Regions from separate parts of the Oryctolagus cuniculus genome. Here region 2 is linked to region 1. Evidence: chromatin contacts called from public Micro-C data. All regions are on one chromosome and are shown on one strand. Each heading gives the region's core, a stretch centred on a gene start, on an enhancer-like site or on the middle of the called end of the contact. The rest is flanking DNA. Distances are from core to core; before and after follow the strand shown.

What was found. A called contact is a pair of places that touch in the nucleus more often than the background predicts.
Region 2: a contact with region 1 is called in a Micro-C map of ear pinna, with 3 times the contacts expected there. The contact joins the enhancer-like site here to the promoter of HNRNPA3 in region 1. A contact is called at or near these places in 6 of 6 Hi-C or Micro-C datasets (ear pinna, embryonic fibroblasts, liver and 3 more).

Annotation. Positions count from the first base shown.
Region 1 is chr3:63,918,649-63,922,214 of mOryCun1.1, reverse strand. HNRNPA3 (heterogeneous nuclear ribonucleoprotein A3) reads left to right here and starts at 1,595. Exons shown (of 11, transcript XM_070070646.1): 1 at 1,595-1,824. The coding sequence starts at 1,819. LOC138848973 (a long non-coding RNA gene) reads right to left here and starts at 1,279. Exons shown (of 2, transcript XR_011387231.1): 1 at 1,143-1,279; 2 at 1-27.
Region 2 is chr3:63,962,443-63,965,756 of mOryCun1.1, reverse strand. No RefSeq gene overlaps it. Among named protein-coding and RNA genes, the nearest start is that of HNRNPA3, 43 kb to the right of the region's middle. Within about 2 kb of position 1,911, at least 8 of the 8 cell types and tissues checked have an H3K27ac peak or open chromatin away from gene starts, as enhancers often do. A contact at or near this core is called in ear pinna, where this site is marked.

The DNA of each region.
Region 1 (3,566 bases), core at 346-2,845:
TGGGGAGATCTCCCTTTGTCTCTCTGCCTAGAAAATGAAAATAAATAAATAAATACAAATTTAGAGAGGGTGAGCATGCGGAAGAGAGGGCTCTACACGCTGACAACATCCGAAGTTCAAGCCTTTGCTCTACCAGGCAACATCAAAGCTGTTGAGGGTAAACTTAGACAAGAACATACACAACAGCTAATGTCTAAAAGTCATGTATATTCAGAATAAATAACAAATCTGAATTAATCTTGGTGTTTTTTTTTTTACATACTCAGAATTGAAGGTATCAGGACTATCTCATGGTAATCCGACTAAAAAATTCTGGGTATACACAAATTCTTGGTATGCACTAAGGCTATAAATTTTTCTGGCTATCAAGAGCAGTTCATAAATAGACTAAGCAAGTTTGCTTGTGATAATGGCATCACAGCAACGGAGTGGCTAGTCTGGAAGGTTATTTCATCCAAGTTACATTATGGTCTAGGGACCGGTGTTTGTCCCCTGGGTGCACGTTTTCCAAATATGCCAGTCCTCTTTGTGCAATACTAGGTAATTATCATCGACAAATTGTTACTCTTTTGCATTCTCCTTTTGTAAATGCCAAGCGTCATCACTTCCCACCTGTTTAATCAGCTTTTCTTCAATTTAGGATATAAATTATTAGATTTCTAAGTTCCCAAGTGAGAGCCAGAGCGATTCTAAACAAGCTGGTCACAAAGGCTACTAAGTTAAAATACAAGGAATCCCCTACCTGGGAAAAAAGCCTTGTTAATTGTAGTCATCTTTGTATCAGCTAACTTTGCCTCAATATGGATTCTCATAGCATTAATTTATAGCTGCTACAGGGGTTGGAAAATCATCTAACCCCATGCCCACGTTCATCTGAAAAAGTAAGACTAAAGCTCAGTAAACCATTTAAAAATACTTGGCTAGGTCATCCTGCTCATTATACTTTACCATTAGAAACAGGTGATCATGTTAAAGTAAAAATTCCTCAGGAATATGCGGCCTACGTGGCGACTGTGCTTTTTTGGAAGTCTCAGCTCCTTAAATTCTGTTCCCTAGAGCAAGGCTTCAGCTCTGTCTACACCAGCTGGGAGAGCACTAGAAAACAACCCCGACATGTTTCTTGAGACCACTGAAGAGCTGACCTCACCAGTCCTGCCTGAGGGCGTTAAGGGCGCACGTTCAGTATTTCAGCTGCGTCTTGAGGCCTGTCCAGAGTGCCTACGATTCATACATGTCTGTGTCGCAGGGCTGTTCAGTACAGCTCTAGGAAATGGCTGTCGCAGGCACAAACATTGCTCCCTGGCATTCGGAAACCGGAGACCCGACAGGCCTTTCCTGCAACTGTAAATTACGATAGAAAGTGTGCTTTTATTTCACGCTGGGCAATGGAATGAATTCGGAAATGGAGACCGAGACCGAGAGGCATGCGTGGGGGAGGGGGAGAGAGGCCCGAGAAGAAAGGGAAAGGCCTTTCTCTTCAGCGAGCGCGGTCACGAGGCGTTCTCCCGTCGTGGGCGCTTGCCATTGGCCTAGCCCGCGCTGACGTCACGACAGCCGCTTGGGCGCGAACGGCGGCAAGGGCGGTGCTGCATTGGAGGTTGGCAAAGCGCGCGCGCTCCCGCGCCTCCGTTCTCCGGCGGCCAATCCGCTTGCTGGGTCCCTCTTCGCGCCCGCTTGGCCACGCCCCTCTTTTTCAGCTCGCCCCGCCTCCCGCCAAACCGGCGGCGCGCGGATAGCGCATCACGTGACGGCTGGCCCCGCCTCTTCCTCTCGGTCCCATATTGAACTCGAGTTGGAAGAGGCGAGTCCGGTCTCAAAATGGAGGTAAAACCGCCGCCCGGTCGCCCCCAGCCCGACTCCGGCCGTCGCCGCCGCCGCCGGGGGGAGGAGGTATTAGGGGGAGAGTGGGGGGTTGACGGGTAGTGGCCGGCGTGGGGGACCTGGCTCGGTGGGAGCGGGGAGGCCGGGTAGACCAGGGCGGCCGTCCCGCGCTCTGCGTTGAGACGAGCGGTGGGGGGGGGAGGGGAAGGCAGCGGGCGCCAGAGGCCGTTTCAGGGCCCTTCGCCCTCTTCGCTTTCGGCCGCACAGGGAGACCCCTTAGGAGTGGCGGCGGGGCTGGGGGAGGCTTTTGGGAAGGGAACCGGCCCGCTGGATGCGCGGCCTCCGGAGCGAGGCCGAGGGCGGCATGGCGGGCTTCGGCGGGAGCGGTTGGGAGGAGGCGGTGGGGGGAGGGGTGGGGACGAGCAGGCACATCCGGGCAAGTGAGCAGGCGGGCGTCGGCCACATTGACATTGATCCGCTGCCGCGTTACGAAATGGCGCATTGGCCCGCAATGGCCGCCGCCTCGCTGGGCCGCCGCGGAAGAGAGCGCGGGATTGGAGGGAAGCGGGAGGCGGCGGCCGGGCCGAAAATGGCGCAAACCGCCTCGCCGCTCGGGGCGTCGTGCTGCTTTTGAGGCCGGGCCGTGTGGTTCCTGCGCCAGCACCGAGCTGCTCGCTGAACAGTCGGCCCTTCTCCGGCCCGTTCTTCCTAACACCCATTTGAAATAACGAGATTTTTTTCAAAAGTTTGCCGATTAAAAACCTAGCCTAGCCCATTTTTGTTGTAGTACTCTGAGTTAACAATTATCGGGTCGTCGAGTGGGCGAAATACTTTGTTTTAAGGATTTCGGTGTAAATGCTAAGTAGGAACTTAAATCTCGATCTCTGTGTTTTCCCATTTTTGGAGTTGGCTTTCCTGGCGTTTTGTTTGAGCACTACAACCATTTTGAGATTTTTGTGTGTTTATGATAATTTTATGTGGAGTCTAATTTTTCTTCGATTTGGCGCACAATTAATCAGCCTTGAAGATGAATTAATGCTTTAGGCTGTTAATATTTTTCCTAGTCTATCGTACGTTACTGTTAACATTTCTCTTTAGCGGGCGCAGGAAGTCATTAGAAATTAAAGTACGCCTTTTTTGAGATGAATGGAATGTTAATGCATTAATTGGCAGTTGATACAATTTATTAAAGATACCTATGAAATTATAGGGTAATTTCAGGGCCATCGTAAGCTTTTATTTTTTAATTTCAGTTTCTGTTTTAACTGTGCTCTATTCGTCTAGCATGAGCATATACTTTACCTAATGTAACTTAGTTCAAATTGGCCAGGTTTTTGTGGTTCTAAAATCGGAGCTGGCGCTCCACATGGCAGTTCCTGGGTTCGATTTCCCTCTCCAGGCTTTAGTTTTGGACTGAAGTGGAGCCTAGGAAGCAGCCAGGATGGCTCAGTTGGGTTGCACCGCACACGTGGAAGGCATGGATAGTTGCTGGGAGACTTCCGGCTTTGGCTAGATCAGTTCCATTTCAGACTTGCAGGCATTGGGGAGCTATAACATGTGTGCCCTCTAGCACTTGCAGTTTGTTTTTCAAATAAAATGAATGTGTTGTATTTGGCATTGTTTACCATATTAAGTGCAGATAGGTAATTTTTGTAGCATACATCAGTTTGATTATAGTTATCTAATATTGGTCGACTTTGGGGGTCATGCGGGTTTATTCTACGAGTGTTTGTTGACTTAATGGA
Region 2 (3,314 bases), core at 662-3,161, 43 kb before region 1:
GAAGACGACGTCCAACTGAGGCACGGTTTCCAAACATCTTTGTAGCCATAAAACCTTTCTTCGAAAGTTATATTTTACACAGGCATTTTGTATAAATACAACAAGTAACAGCAGACTTGCTCCAGTGTGCTGTTAAAATGCCTAACAAGGAGCTCTCCAAGAGAAACCAGCTGGGAGATTTTCTGTTTTCCATGGTGTCAACGCTCCTGTCATGGCCATGGCCATCACTGGGTGCAGAGTGAGGAAGAAAAGCCCACAATCTGGTCTCACAAGCAGCATATCTCTGAAACTCGCTCCACCCAAAAGCCTCCAGGGGTGTTGCATCTCTACCTTAACACTCCAAGGGGGCACCGTTTGAAAACTCATAGTAAGGGGTAAGCATTTGGCACAGCAGTTAAAATGCCACCTGGGATGCTGGCATCCCATATCAGAGTGCCTGGGTTTGAATCCTGGCTCTGCTCCCCATTCCAGCTTCCTGGGAGGCAGCAATGACGACTCAAGTACTTGGGTCCCTGCCACCCATGTGGGAGATCCAGATTGAGTTCTTGGCTCCTGGATTTGGCCTGGCTTAGCCCCAGCTGTTGCAAAGCACACTCTCTCTTCCTCTGTGTGAGTGTGTGTGTGTGTGTGTGTGTGTCTATCAGTCTTTCAAATACAAAGCAAAAATAAGTAAATAAAATTTAATAATAATTTTTAAAATACACAGTGATGGGATTTTGGTACAGTGGTTAGCACACTGCTTGGGATGCCTGCATCCATATGGCTATATGGAGTGCCTGGTGTGAGGCCTTGCTCTACCACTTCCAATTCAGCTTCTGCTAATGCACACCCCGGGAGGCAGGAGATCATGGCTAAGTACTGGGTCCCTGCCACCCACACGGACACCTCCAATAAATTCTAAGCTCATGGCTTTGGCCAGGCCCAGTGGGGGCTGTTGCAGCCGTGTGGGGAGTGAATCTGGATGGAAGACCTCTCTCAGTCTGTCTCTCTTCTCTCTATCTCCCTCTGTCTTTCAAACAAAATGAAAATACATAAATAAAAATTTTTAAGAAAATAACCAAAATTATAAAAATTCAAAAAAACCAACTTTTTAACCCATTCAAACAACCTTTTGGCCTTCATCTTGTGACATGCCTAAAATAGCTTAAACACATTTCCCCTCAAATTCAGAATTATAAGTTAGTCTTAAGAATTAATTCTTTAGGGGCCAGCACTGTGTCCCACTAGGTTAATCCTCCACCTGCGGCGCCGGCATCCCATGTGGGTGCTGGGTTCTAGTCCTGGTTGCTCCTCTTCCAGTCCAGTTCTCTGCTGTGGCCCGGGAAGGCAATGGAGGGTGGCCCAGGTACTTGGGCCCTGCACCCCATGGGAGACCAGGAGAAGCACCTGGCTCCTGGCTTCAGATCGGCATAGCTCCAGCAGTTGCAGCCATTTGGGGGGTGAACCATTGGATGGAAGACCATTCTCTCTGACTCTCTCTCACTGTAACTCTACCTGTCAGATAAATAAATAAAAAATAAAAAAGAGGAAGATCTTGTGTTTTTTTTTAATAATTAACTCTTTAAAATTTACTCTCAACATTACCAAAAAGAACAGACCTTATCTTATTCACTCCACTCCTCTCCTCTCTCCTCTCAAATTCTCTCATCTCCCTCCCTTTCCTTCACTGATTCTGAGCAAAAGTTACACTCAATTTGATCCTCAGCCTGGCTGAATGAGGGATTTGTACCGAAGCACAGAGCCTTACAAGCCTTTACCTCCCCCAGACTTTGACACAAGGATGTGGGCCTTTTGCTTGGGAGGAGTCGGGAGAGAAAGCCAGAAGCTAGTCACCCCCCAGCTCGCGTTTCTGCCTGAGCAAGCCAGGAAGTCTGCACCGGCTGCCTCACCACGTGACGGGCCAAGCGCAGCGAGAGGACGCTGCCTGCTGGGACCATGACAATCACAGATGGCAATGATCCTCAGCGGGACCAAGGCAGGGCTGGACTGGGGAGCCCAGCTTTCCCACTTCTTGCTCCCTTTTAAAAATGGATTTCTTTTCTCATTAGCAAATCACCACCTCCGGGTTTTTCTCCCTTCTTTTCATAGCTCTCTGTAGCCCCTCCGGTTGCCTCGCTTTGTTTCCTGTTGTTTAGTATTGTACATTATGCTGGGAATCCACAGCTCACGCAGACGGAGTTAAGCAAACAAAAGAAGAAAAGGGAGGCAACCGGCCCACCGGATCTAGGACTGTGGCCTAGGTGGCGCTGTCCTCCTGAGATCGCGGCCGCGGAGCGCTGAGCCAGCCCACCCACGCCACACGCATTCGTGGCGCCCCTGCTGAGTGCCGGGCACCTTGCTCTGCCATCCCGGAGCCACGGACTGGCCTCGGTTGCTGGTTGTTTGTGTCTTGTGTTGTTTCTGTGAGGGCGGGAGGCTGCGTGCTCTATTCTCAGTCCGGGCGATATTTAAATACATCGCCCAAGCAGACTACTCTGATGGCGCCCTCTGCCTGGGCGGCTCCAGGAAGGGAAGCAGGGACATGAGGACTTGAGGGGAGGGGCTTGTGCAGGGATAGACTTGCTAGAGAAATTTGAGGCCCTGGGGAGAGGATGGAGAATGTGTTCATTTAGAGGAGAGAGGCTCCAGCTAGGAGCAAAGGCAGGAGCGGACAGAAAGGGCTTTCAGAAACCGGCGCCCAGGATATGCTGGTGACGTGCGCTCGGGTGGCTGGGGAAGCCAATCTGGCGAATGGAAAAATCCATCTTCTCCAGGAGCCAAAGAGCTGCAGGATTCGGTTCATAGGAAACCCAAGACTAGGATCGTGGGCTCCGTCAGAAGCTGGAAAAGCCCACGTGCACACCACCAGGCACTATTCTCAGTGCCACCAACATGCAGCCATCAACAGTAGCTCTGTGCAACTGGTGTTATTTTTCTTCTCGTTTTACAGATGAGAACTCTGAGAAACTGAGTAGTTAGGAGCCAGCGTTGAGGTGCAGTGGGTAAAGCTTTAGGTTCGTGTCCCAGCTGCTCCAATCCAGCTCCCTGCTAAGGGTCTGGGAAAAGCAGCAGAAGGTGGCCCAAATGTCTGGGCCCCTGCCGCCCACGTAGGAAACCCAGATGAAGCGCCTGGCTCCTGCCCTAGCCCTGGCGACTGCAGTCATGTGGGGAGTGAACCAGCAGGTCAACGATCTCTCTGTAATTCTGCCTTTCAAAATAAATAAATAAATCTTAAAGAAAAGAAAGAAACTGAATGGTGGTTAATGTATTTCTAGGCAGCTAAGAGGTAATGCTGAGTGAAACAGACATGTTGAGATTCGATGACTGTGTACAGC